3 separate regions of the Mus musculus genome follow, and regions 1 and 2 are each linked to region 3. A link is a contact called in public HiChIP or PLAC-seq data. All regions are on one chromosome and are shown on one strand. The core of a region is the stretch at or near the end of the contact, and the rest is flanking DNA. Distances in the headings are between cores, read along the strand shown. Region 1 holds the start of Btnl1 (butyrophilin-like 1). Region 2 overlaps BC051142 (cDNA sequence BC051142). Region 3 holds the start of Tap1 (transporter 1, ATP-binding cassette, sub-family B (MDR/TAP)).

The links. HiChIP or PLAC-seq counts read pairs in DNA pulled down with a chosen protein or histone mark.
Region 1: an H3K27ac HiChIP or PLAC-seq map of bone marrow-derived dendritic cells shows a contact between it and region 3, with 4 times the contacts expected there. The contact joins the promoter of Btnl1 here to the promoter of Tap1 in region 3. A contact is called at or near these places in 11 of 39 promoter capture datasets (the C10 cell line, the HPC-7 cell line, HPC-7-derived erythroid cells and 5 more), 4 of 15 datasets of contacts at CTCF or cohesin (embryonic stem cells, large pre-B cells and pro-B cells), 16 of 484 Hi-C or Micro-C datasets (the 63-12 cell line, B cells, centrocytes and 5 more), 12 of 115 datasets of contacts at active chromatin or transcription factors (the 230-238 cell line, the HPC-7 cell line, acute myeloid leukemia and 7 more) and 5 of 9 other capture datasets (adipose tissue, embryonic stem cells, liver and 2 more).
Region 2: a contact with region 3 is called in an H3K4me3 HiChIP or PLAC-seq map of bone marrow-derived macrophages, with 2.3 times the contacts expected there. The contact joins the enhancer-like site here to the promoter of Tap1 in region 3. A contact is called at or near these places in 5 of 39 promoter capture datasets (cranial neural crest, embryonic stem cells, pre-B cells and 1 more), 3 of 15 datasets of contacts at CTCF or cohesin (embryonic stem cells, large pre-B cells and pro-B cells), 26 of 484 Hi-C or Micro-C datasets (B cells, the G1E-ER4 cell line, bone marrow-derived macrophages and 13 more), 9 of 115 datasets of contacts at active chromatin or transcription factors (the HPC-7 cell line, acute myeloid leukemia, bone marrow-derived macrophages and 4 more) and 4 of 9 other capture datasets (adipose tissue, liver, macrophages and 1 more).

The regions. Positions count from the first base shown.
Region 1 is chr17:34,374,736-34,378,471 of GRCm38.p6, forward strand. It overlaps Btnl1 (butyrophilin-like 1), which reads left to right and starts at 2,397. Exons shown (of 10, transcript NM_001111094.1): 1 at 2,397-2,657; 2 at 3,090-3,241. The coding sequence starts at 3,160.
Region 2 is chr17:34,409,608-34,413,929 of GRCm38.p6, forward strand. The region is part of intron 1 of BC051142 (cDNA sequence BC051142); the gene reads left to right. Among named protein-coding and RNA genes, the nearest start is that of BC051142, 13 kb to the left of the region's middle. Within about 2 kb of position 1,729, at least 1 of the 459 cell types and tissues checked has an H3K27ac peak or open chromatin away from gene starts, as enhancers often do. A contact at or near this core is called in bone marrow-derived macrophages, where this site is marked.
Region 3 is chr17:34,185,621-34,189,642 of GRCm38.p6, forward strand. Tap1 (transporter 1, ATP-binding cassette, sub-family B (MDR/TAP)) reads left to right here and starts at 1,936. Exons shown (of 11, transcript NM_013683.2): 1 at 1,936-2,785; 2 at 3,558-3,672; 3 at 3,810-3,940. The coding sequence starts at 2,260. Psmb9 (proteasome (prosome, macropain) subunit, beta type 9 (large multifunctional peptidase 2)) reads right to left here and starts at 1,710. Exons shown (of 6, transcript NM_013585.2): 1 at 1,630-1,710; 2 at 110-177. The coding sequence starts at 1,689.

The DNA.
Region 1 (3,736 bases), core at 1,147-3,646, 190 kb after region 3:
TATAGGGGACTTTCGGGATAGCATTTGAAATGTAAATGAAGAAAATATCTAATAAAAATGGGGGAAAAAAGGTCTCAAAACTAAAGACAAAATAGGATTAGAAAATAGGGCTTCAATGCAGACAATAGAGCTGTAGTAATTACATGGTTACAAGGTGCAGCCAAGAGCTGGGGCAACTGATTTCTTTCTTTCCAAACTATGTGTTCCAGTTAGGAGCCGACTGTTTGGGTTAATCTCCTGATTGCTTTGCTTATGCTTAGGATTCAGGATGAGCTACAGGACCCCTTGGTTCCTCAGTTTCCTCATCTGACAGTGTACTGGATGGTAACCCATGTCCTTAATTTTTTGAGATTACATAAATTAACATATGGGAAACAAGGGTGTCTATAGCCCATCCATTTAGCCAAGTGCTTGCAAGCTCTATCACAATGTATCTGATGCTTTGATACACTGTCATCTCCTGGCTAGTCCTCTATTCACTTAAGAAAGAATTGAATAGACAGGGACACAGTTCAACTTTCGGATTCTCATTCACTCAGGCCTGGAGATACCCTCCACAGACATTGATTAAATCTGCCTCATCCAGATGGGGAATACACAGCATGAACAGCCTCAGCTGGGCCCTTCCATTGTAGTGCCAAGGAAGTGTTTGATCCTCAAAAAAAATAGACAGGAGCCAATCTGATGCAGCTGACAACAGGGTCTTTATTCTATTCCAGCTAGCTCAGGCCCCCTCAACACACCACTATCACGCAGGATGTTTTTGGTTGGGGGGTGCCCCAAATACCTAGGCTTTATAGTAAGCAGCAAGCAGGGAGTACACATGCAAGCATCTAATTGGAAAGCTATTTCACATAATTGGCTGGTGCTAGAAGTCATATCATAAACTTAATTTTTTTCTTAATTTCTGCTTCCCTCTGCATTGGTGGTCACTACAAGACTAGAGCCTGTAACCTGGGGGAACATGTTTATTGGGGGGATAGCCTGGAGATGCTGGTCTTGTTGAGGGTGTGACCTGGAGACGCTGGTCTTGTTGGGGATTAGCCTAGAGACTGGAGCTAGGCTTGGGTTTTGTTGGTGGGGGGGCAACTTGTAAACTAATGCCAGGTACCAGCCTGTTAGTTTACCTGAGTTCAAACTTAGGTCAGGTTTTCTAAAATGGAGTCTGAACTAAAAAGATTTGGCCTCTCACCATCTCCCTCCTTTGTCGGCGAGCAAAGAGAGGGAAAGCCTGTGAATGCTGGAACAATTATCTTCTTGCTCACAATGACAAGAAAAAAAAAAAAAAACCCTTACAACAGTCAAGAAATCTGTGATTTGGCTGGAGAGATGGCTCAGTGGTTAGGAACACTTCAGGGGGCCTGAGTTTGGTTCCCAGCCCCCACATTAGGAAGCCTACAACTGTCTGTAACTTAGCTCCAGGGAACCCGAAGGTCTCTTCTGGACTCCAAGGACACTTGTGTTCATATTCACAAGCACACAACTCTCCCCACCCCCAACACACACACACACACACTTAAAAATAAAATAATTCTTTAAAAGGGAAGAAAGAAAGCACTGATTTGAATCCTCAAAATTCTAGCTCTAAGATTGAACGTCCACAAGCAGGTCATAGGAGGCACACAATGGAATGGAACAAGCACAGGCAGACATTTTCTAACAAAATTGTACATATCACAATTGTACATATCACAATGCTAACTTAAAGATGAAAAAGAAGCTTTTGAAAGAAATCATTCCAAGAAAATAATTCCCTTTTAAGTGAAGATATTCACTGAGACCGTGTGACTTTCAGCAGTTGTGAAGGGATGACAATATACAGTAGAGTATGAAGATGCAAAATGGAGGTGGAGGTAGAGAGATGACTCGGTGGTTAGGGGCACTGGCTGCCCTTACAGAGGACCAGGGCTGGTTTCCAGCACTCACATGACAGTTCACAACTGCCTGTGACTTTCCTCCTAAGGGATTCTGACACCCCCTTCTGGCCTCCATGGATACTGCACACATAACATCCATGAGGACACAATACCCATACACATGAAATACATTTTAAAAAATGCAAGCCTATTGAGAGATGAAAGAGACCCCTTTTGCTGGCATTTTGTTTAAGACATGGTCCTGTGTTGTTCTGGTTGTCCATGAATTCACCATGTAACCAAGGCTCTACACATACGGCCAGAAGTCAATCATTGTGGGAGGGGTAGAAGCATTCTTGGCTTTATTCTCTCAATCTGTTAGCTGTGTGAGTGACCTCCAATCTGACCACCAGACCTGAGCGCTTCTCCCTGGCTCTGTGGGAGGCAGCTTATGGTGAGAAGTATCTTAAAGTGGCTTTCAAGTTCCTATCAGCTTGTGGCTCAGCCCAGTGCAAAGTCCCTTGGGCTTTAATTACTTCCACCCTTAAATAAGAGCTGAAGATGGCTGCAGCTTTCTCCTAGACTCCTCCAGGAGAAACTCTAAAGCCAGAGCCTGGGGGCAGCATTGTGTGTCCACCTTGCCACTGAGAACATCTACGGAAATTGGACACTCTGGCCCCAGCATCCACACGCTTGACTGTTGGCCACAGTAACACAGGTGTGGATGGTCCCCAGAGCCAGGGTCCAGGAGTGCACTGAGGATCCCTGGGGCTTCAAGGAACCCACAGCTCTGTCCAGACGGTGAGTGAGGGTTTGTGGTTTCTGAGGGAGGTGTGGGCCTGAAGAAGGGTGAATTGAAGTCATGAGGATATAGTGAGAAATGGTTCCTTTTTTGGGGGGAAAGTAGGTAAATGAATTTTAAAAAAAGAGTAAATTAGAAGAATGAAAATAGACTGAATGTGGGAGTGGTCTACTTTCTTGTATGACTTCACTGCCCTACATTGGACTCAGAGAACCCAGCTCCAAGATCCCCCTTGGGACCATGAACTCACAGAAAGGCGAGAGAAAATGGGAACTTGGCAGCTTTCCATGTCCACGGGGAAATTGTTGGTCTTCTGAATAAAGAGGGGACATGAAAGGCCCTGGGGAGGGCTAGGGTTGGTGGGTTTTGTCTTAAGGATTTTGTGGAAGACACAGCTAGAAACCCATGAATAACATTAAGTCTTGGAACAGGGAATTTTTTTCCTGAGAACTTTCACCTGTTGCCCTCCTATGGTGAACCTGGACTTGACCTTCCACTCTGATGATGAAGGGCTCCCCCTCCGTCCCTCCAGCTGGTTGTCTCCTCCCTCTGCTCCTCCTGCTGTTTACCGGAGTCTCTGGAGGTCAGTGTTCTGCCTTCTGTGCTGTGTTGTGTCTTGTGTTCAATGACTTCTCTTGTGTAAATGAACTCCCGTGGCCATCTACTGGCCAAGAAAATATCCTCCCTGATCCTTTGGGTAATTTTTATAAAACCTGGAACTGCGATATCTTCCTAACTCTTTGCTGAGTGTGGGTGAGTTTGGCCTATAAATGCTACAGTGCCTGTGTGTTGAGATATCCTTTGTATGTTCACTGTGCGTGTGAGTTTTCTCCCTGCTGTGGCCAGCTACCTGTCAAGAAGTTTAAAGGTGGAGAGTTAGCTCATGGTTTGAGGGTGTATGGCCGGGAAGGTGTGCATTAGGGGGTTTGTGTGCACAGGAGCACAAAGAGTTTGGACTAAGAGTTCTTAGGTTGTGACTTTAAATAAATCATTCATTCCCTCTGGGACATTATCTCTTCCTTCATAAAACAAAAGCATCTTTAGGTTAGAATTCTCAGACTCTGGAGAGAACTCAGAA
Region 2 (4,322 bases), core at 479-2,978, 220 kb after region 3:
CGAGCAGAAACACGTACACCCTGAACTGTTGCTGATTTCAATGGCTCCCCTAGAAGAACAGATGAAGGTCTCTGTGGTCTTCAAAAACCACATAAGGGAGACACTCAAAGATGCAGAAACTGAGCATCCTGGGGAGAAGAAGGTGGGGTCCTGCCAAGGTTCAGCTGAAGTCCTAAGTGCCAGAGTCTCAGGAGTGTGGAGTGTAGAGAACCAGGCAGAGCTGGATTTGGACTGGAAGCAGTTCTCTGACTTGGTGTGCTGCTTGGGAGATGTGTTCATCTCTGCAGGCTACAGCTGGAGGCAAGGCTCTACTTCCTGCAGTATTTGAGTCAACTTACTGGTGTTATATCTGTTAGCACAACAGTCTGAGGTCAGATCAGAATTGCCCTGGAAGCTCAGAGAGGGAACTTCTCTCAGCCCTGAAGATTAATATCATACATGGGGAAGAGTTTAAGTTCTTTCCCCATCTAGATCTCCTGTCAACTGCACCATGGCAAAAGAGCTGGCCCCTTTAAAGATCAAGCTAACTCTGGGCAGATTAAAGTACTAGGGGTTGAACCTAAGACCACATGCATGCTGAGCAAGTGACTTCCACTGAGCTACAGGCCCAGATCTCTTTTTACTTTTACAGGACTCACTGTTTGGCAGATAACTTTGAACTTGTGATACTCCCATCTTACCCTCTGAAGTAGCTAAAATCACAGACTTGTGATCTACAAGGTCCCCGTAGGAAATTTTTTTCCTTCAAATTCATTTCAATATTCCACTAACTTACTATTATGCAGTTGCATGTGGTGTGGACAGAATAAGAACTGATCAATCTGAGGCTGGGGAGATGGCTCCGTTGAGAAAGGGCTTACAACACAAGCATGATGCCCTCAGCTTGATCTTCAGAACCACTATAAAAAGCTAGACTCATGACACCCAAATATAATCCCAGCACTGGAGAGGCTGAGGCAGGTGGATCCCTGAGGCCTGCTGGCCAGGCACACCAGCCTAACCAGCAAGCCCTATGTCACAGTGAGAGAGCCTGTCTCAAATAAGGTACATGGCTTCTGAGGAATGACATCCTAATTGACATCTGGCTGTGACACGCACACACATATACATGTGCACACTGTCACACACTTTTGCATTCTCTCTCTCTCTCTCTCACACACACACACACACACCACATGCACACACACACACTCACACACACACACACCACATGCACATAATAGAAATCAACCTGACCAGTAGACATATTTACAATCCATTCTGTAAATCCTGTGACTGGAATGTTTCTTATTTTATTAAAACTAAGCAGTAGAGCCTTTTGGTATTCAATTCACTGATAACCTATCCCAGCTGATGAATATGTTCCTAACTAATAGCACAAAATAAGTAGCATTTCCTTACAGTAACAATGTTTTATAGAAGTAAAATCAACTTAAATGTGTAACCAGCAATCCACGGAGTGTGTACGGATGGAGGTGCGCTCCTCGAGTTGTACTGACATTCCAAATATCATATCCTTGTAAGCCCGTACAGCACCAATATTGAGGAGCTAATCTCAGATAGAGATCTCAGACACCAGAAGTAACTAAGTCATGTTCTGACAACCATAGAAAGAAATAGTCATTAAACCCAAAGGCAGTTTTGTGCCCGTTAGCAGCTATGTGCCTACATGAAGCTGGCAGCATGCGTGCCCCACCTACACACGCTCACTGTCTGATGGGAGGTGAGTGCCCCCTGGTGGATACCTGTGGATAACACATCAATTTTCATTTTAGAGCGAAGCTGTGTGGCAGAGGCCAACTCCGAGCACTGATAAAGCCACAGGCTTCCAGAGGGAGTGGGAGATGGGGGCAGATTATCCTTGAAGGGCTAATGTTGGGCTAACTGCTGCCTTCTCAAAGAAGCCAGAGCAGAACTCCCCTTCTCTTCAGAGAGAGGAAGACATCATTTGTCACCATCAGGTTTCAATGCAGAAAACTGAGAAGGAGGTGTTCACCCAGAAGGAAGGGGCTCAGGTGGCACATATAGGGTAAAGAGCAGTATGTTGAATGTGTGGGACCTCTTAAATATGTCAGCCTATAACAATAACAATACTGTCCCGTGGAATTTTAGTGTTGCCTGACCCAGGAAGATAGGGACACGTGATTGGCATGCAAATCAAATGCTCACAGATGATAAAGAACTTTCTTGTAAAACAATTATTTGAAATATATATATATATATATATATGTGTGTGTGTGTGTGTGTGTGTGTATATATTTTTTTTATTGCCATATATTAAGAAGGATGCAGGGTGGAGAGATGGCTAAGAGCACTTGCTGATCTTGCAGAGGACCTGAGGTTGGCTAGCAATAGCTCACAACACCTATAACTCCAACTCCAGGAAGATTACTTCTGACTTGCATGGGTACCTGCACTCATGCACACATACCAACATGCAGACTTCGCCACTGGCACACACTCATATACATAATTTAAAATAAAATATGCTTTAAATAAATAACTGAAAGTGAAAGCCATTTTGCAGGCTAATGAGATATGTATTTGTCCAATACAACACAATCCAAAGATGCTCTGATTTGGCCCCACCTGGCAGGAGAGCTGCTCTGGGAAATACTAAGTCTTTAACTTAAATCTGCCAGTCACAGCACCTTGTTCCATAGAAGAGGAAAACTGTCAATACATCGAAAGCACTACAGGCACAGCAAAGGATAGCTTCTGGCTTGAGCTGAGGTGTGTCAGGTAGCACTGGCAGGTGTGGCATGACGTGAGGGTACATGTACAGCAAAGCACAGCATATCTTCATGTTGTATGTGGCTCTAGTAGTCCCATGTGCTGCTGTTTGACCAGGGAGCAACTGGTCTCTGAAGGCTCAGTGGTCATGGGGCTCTCTGGGCCTTGAAGGCTTGGTTCCAAGATGATGCCTAGAACCTGGATGCTTTTTGGTGGAATCTTGGACCCTCTGGGGATTTTTGTGGTGTGTGTTTTCTTGTTTTCAGGCAGCAGGGATTGAATATAGGGTCTTCCACAGGCTAGAAGCGTCCTGCCAATGAGTTCCTGGAATGCTCTTTATTGATGGTTACTGTACACTGTCATTCTATGTTCTTACAGTGCAGGTGGGATTCAGGGCTTCTCCCTGCTTCCATATTTATCATAGCACAATTCCTCATAGCTAACTGTACAGTCAGGCAGGATGCCTATTGATGGATGAATGGGTAAAGGAAAGGACTGAAAGTTTTATCTACTTAGCAACTGAAATGATATAGATACAGACATTGATAGATTCTGATGCATGTATCAGTTTTTATGCATCGGCTTCAGTTGTGTGTACGCATAGATATACTCATTCATATACATACACATATGACTAGACTCAGAAGAAAAGGAAATGAAAGAGTTAAGTCACTGAACTGTTTAACTTAGAAACCCTGACCATAGAAGCTACACACTGGATGCTTCATTTTCTCCCAGCATGAGGTATCCTGCCTTCCCAGGCCACTGCACAAAGAGGTTCAGGTGTGGCTCAACAACCAGTCCAGAGGGCACATATGTTAACTTTGGAGGCCTCAATGCACTGCTAATTCTGCAGGTGCACCAAGAGCAAGGGCTACCAGCCATGAAGGTTTCCATCCAGACTCCATGAGATGCACTGCCCACTGCGGCCCAAGAAGATGCTTGTTGCAGGGGTAAAGGACACCACAAAGAGACCTTACCCAGTCACCACCTAGGGACCACAGGACCAAGGCCACCACAAAGTCCCCATTAAGGCCTCAAACTCCATATTACCCCAGGCTGGCCCCAAACTTGTAATTCTTCTGAGCCAGTCTTGCAACTTCTAAGAAAACAGGCATACACCACCATATCCAGATTAGGAGCAAGAGATTTTAAACAATGGTAGAGAAATAACAATCAGGTGATATTAGGACATAGTAGTTTAGTAGGAGAAATATGTCATACATACATATGCACATACACACATGTATACTCATACACATGCAAAGTTAAAATAACTTATAAAACACTCTTTTAAAAAATTAAAATCAAATTTCCAAAATGACTCTAAATGTATCTACCAGGTTCCTTCCCTGCCCATTGCTCCTGATTACCAGGGCCATCACCCCACCTGCTTGTGAGCTTTGTTCATCTGTACTGACTAAATTGAATCATATAAATCATAGACTAAAACCCAGTAATCCACCCCAGTGTAACTGCACAAGAGAAACTGGAACACCATGGCATAGGTTCACACTCTCCTGGCAACACTGGCACTATGTGCTTGATGTGTTCTTTGGAAAGATGTCCATTAAGTCTTTGAACAATTT
Region 3 (4,022 bases), core at 686-3,185:
TCAGCTTCATTTCTTGGAAGGTTATCATACTCCTCAGAAGTGGGCAAGAAAAATGTGCACTTAGGGCCACCAGCTTCCCTCCAACACACGGGCCTTTGACACTACTCACCCCGCTGACACCCGGGAATCAGAGCCCACCACGACACCCCCGTCAAACTCCACTGCCATGATGGTTGTCTGCAGAGAGACAGTACGAAAAGTCAGAGCTAGGAGCGTCTTGAGCCTCCATCTTAAGGAGGAGAAAATGTCCATGCAGGAGGTGACCGACTCAAGGTCACCCTGAAAAGCAAGGATGGTTCCTGGAGGCAGACACAATCTGCATGAGGAGAGCAAGAACTGAGAGGAAGGCCCAGGAAACCGGCCCCGCTGCTTGTGAATTGCGTACCACATGCATCATTACTGTGAATTACTGTGACACAAGACCAGGTCTTTCCTGGTCCTGGATCCCCCACCTGCAACCTTACTTTATCAGAAGGGGAGCCTTAGTGTTACTGAACAAGGGACACAGAGAGGCCGGGGGTTAACATGGCCAGGAGTCGAGACACAGAAGCAGCAAGGATCCTTCAGGTAGGGCACAAATTTCACTTAAGCGAAGTCTCTGCAGCCAGGGGAAAGGACTTCTGGATAGCAGAGTTTTTCCAGGTCAAGGAAAGAATTACGGATAAGTGAAGGAGGGTAGACACATCTACTTCCCCCACACCTTCTAGGTTAAAAGGCACCTTAGGAGACCCTTGGGTGCACTGAGAAAACTGACTTATGGAGACGAATGAGCTTCCCAAGTTGACTCAGGTCTCACTCTGAACCCTTGATTGATTTGATTTCTAAGTCCCACAGCTCCGTGGCAGCGAGGGAGACTTTTTCCAACCTTTCTGTCCACTCCATGTCGTTCTGATCTCCGGGGACCCTGCCCGCGAGTGTGCTTTCTGAGCACAAGTAAAAGGCCAGAAATGTCCACTTTGTTCCTCCACACCATGTTAACACTGTGGTTGGTGGCTTTTAGAGAGCAGAAACCAGCTGCCATCTTCCCAGCTCCTAGGTCTGGGCAAAGTTCTCAGGCAAGCATGGGAATGACGGTGTTGGGACAGGGTGGGGTGGAGTGTGCTGCAGGGCAGCACCTGGAACAAGGAGGACCACCGATCATCCCCATCTCCCCCTCAATCCTGGCGCCAGAGAGCTTGTCCTCACTCAGGGTGGGGGCTGTCTGGGGCTAGGTTAAGCAAAGATCTGTATGATGTGTAGGTAGGTCCTTTTCAGTGAGCCTCCATATTACCTTCTCTCAGGTGCTTCATCCAGGACACCTCAGCACCTCTTTTGCAGGGGTCCCCAAGCCCCTCACTTGATTTAGCCAGTAACCCCAACTGCGCAGTCTAGAGTGAAAGCGAAAGCGCTTTGGAGCAACTTCCCTTAGACGCTTCCAGCTCAAGCCAAAGAACGCACCTTCTCACCAGCTTCGCATGCGGATCCCTCCACAGACCCCTGGACACCACACTTCTGAGCAGGGATACCCTACGTTCACTGTGGAGCGCAAGCGCTGGGCGCTACAAGCTTCCTAAGTCTCTTGGTTTACTTCCAGAGCTTTAGGGGTCCCTGATCACTCCACCCGCTGACTCTCACCCCGAGACCCATTACCCCGGTGTGGACTTCTTCCGTCCGGAACGAGCCGGCGGTAGGTGCTCCTGCCCGCAGCATCTCAGCAGAGCGGGGCTCGGCTTTCCAATCAGCGGCTGCGCGCGGTGCAGGCAACTTGCAGACTGAGGCCCCGCCCCATCATCGCGCAAGGGGCGTGCCGTTCTACCAGCATTTGGCGCCCAGAGCAAACCTGAGCAGGGCAAATCTGCCCAGAGACAGGTGACGACAGAGGGTCCTGCCCTCAATCTGGGGTGGGGCCTGGGATGGGAAAATTCACGCAAGCAAGTTAAGGGGGCTGGGGAAGAAGAGGAGAATGAGATTCATGGAGAAGAACACGACAGGCCAGGGCTGCTAGGCAGAACTCCAACTACAGCTTCAGCGGCAGCTTCCAGAACAGCCTGAGCAAGCCAGTCTCAGAAGGAGGCGTGTCTAGTGATTCGAGGTCGGCTTTCGGTTTCTTCTTCCTCTAAACGCCAGCACTTCTAGTCAGCTCCACCAGCTCGAGCGGGTTCCCGGGACTTTACGCGCACGCCCTCGGACCCGCCCTTCTTCCTTCCCCACGGAGACTCCTGTGCAGCGCGGACGTCGAGAGTCCCAGGCTAGGACCAGACTCTGGACAGCTCACGCTCGATGGCTGCGCACGTCTGGCTGGCGGCCGCCCTGCTCCTTCTGGTGGACTGGCTGCTGCTGCGGCCCATGCTCCCGGGAATCTTCTCCCTGTTGGTTCCCGAGGTGCCGCTGCTCCGGGTCTGGGTGGTGGGCCTGAGTCGCTGGGCCATCCTAGGACTAGGGGTCCGCGGGGTCCTCGGGGTCACCGCAGGAGCCCATGGCTGGCTGGCTGCTTTGCAGCCGCTGGTGGCCGCACTGAGTTTGGCCCTGCCTGGACTTGCCTTGTTCCGAGAGCTGGCCGCCTGGGGAACACTCCGGGAGGGTGACAGCGCTGGATTACTGTACTGGAACAGTCGTCCAGATGCCTTCGCTATCAGTTATGTGGCAGCATTGCCCGCAGCCGCCCTGTGGCACAAGTTGGGGAGCCTCTGGGCGCCCAGCGGCAACAGGGACGCTGGAGACATGCTGTGTCGGATGCTGGGCTTCCTGGGCCCTAAGAAGAGACGTCTCTACCTGGTTCTGGTTCTCTTGATTCTCTCTTGCCTTGGTAAGGGAGACTGGGTGAAAGAGCAGGCCACAGGGGACAGGGCAATGGGCATTCCAGGCAGAAAGGGAGAGTAAAGTAGTCCCGGGAAGCGTCAGAGACACTAAGGAGGCAACTTAGGCGGAAAGAGAAGGACCCAGGCCCGAGAAGGGGTCCAGACAAGGGCGTTGGGGACAGGGTCTTCTGGGAGCAGAACTTCACATCATAGCCCAAATGTGAAGGTTTCTTTCCACACCGCCATCTTCTCCTCTCCTCTTCTCTCTCCTCTCCTCTCCTCTCCTCTCCTCTCCTCTCCTCTCCTCTCCTCTCCTCTCCTCTCCTCTCCTCTCCTCTCCTCTCCCCTCCCCTGCCCTCCCCTCCCCTCCCCTCCCCTCCCCTCCCCTCCCCTCCCCTCCCCTCCCCTCCCCTCCCCTCCCCTCCCCTCCCCTCCCCTCCCCCTTCCCCTCTTTTCTATTCTTTCCTTTTTGAGATAGGGTCTTTCTTTGTAGCTTTGGCTCTTCTGGAATTCATTATGTAGCCCAGGTTGGTCTCAAACCCAGAGAGATCTGCTCGCTTCTACTTGGAGTGCTGGGATTAACAGCCTGTGCCCCCAAGGTCTGCTAACCGCCCTCAAGTAGCCCTTGAGAAGTTTGATGTAGCCGAGCAGGCTTGGGTCTGTGAACAGGCTTGGGTCTGGGAGCTCAGCTTCCTGGATAGTGGTGAAGGGAGAGGGGCAGAAGTTGCGGGTAGTTTGCTCATAATGTTTGTGACTGAGGTGTCTCTCCTCTCTCCCCAGGGGAAATGGCCATTCCCTTCTTCACGGGCCGCATCACTGACTGGATTCTTCAGGATAAGACAGTTCCTAGCTTCACCCGCAACATATGGCTCATGTCCATTCTCACCATAGCCAGGTGTGGAGGATGGGAATGGGGGTCCCAGAGCAGAGGGGACTGGCTGTTGGGACTGTCATTTAAGTTACACTTCTGTGGGGATCTGGGACTCTGTCTCAGGAAGGAGACAACTGATCCTCCCGTGTCTCTGACTCTAGCACAGCGCTGGAGTTTGCAAGTGATGGAATCTACAACATCACCATGGGACACATGCACGGCCGTGTGCACAGAGAGGTGTTTCGGGCCGTCCTTCGCCAGGAGACAGGGTTTTTCCTGAAGAACCCAGCAGGTCTCTCATGAAACCTTTTCACTTGTATGCTATAATCTCTATACCGCCACACACGCTCTCGACTGCCCCCCCCCCCCAAACA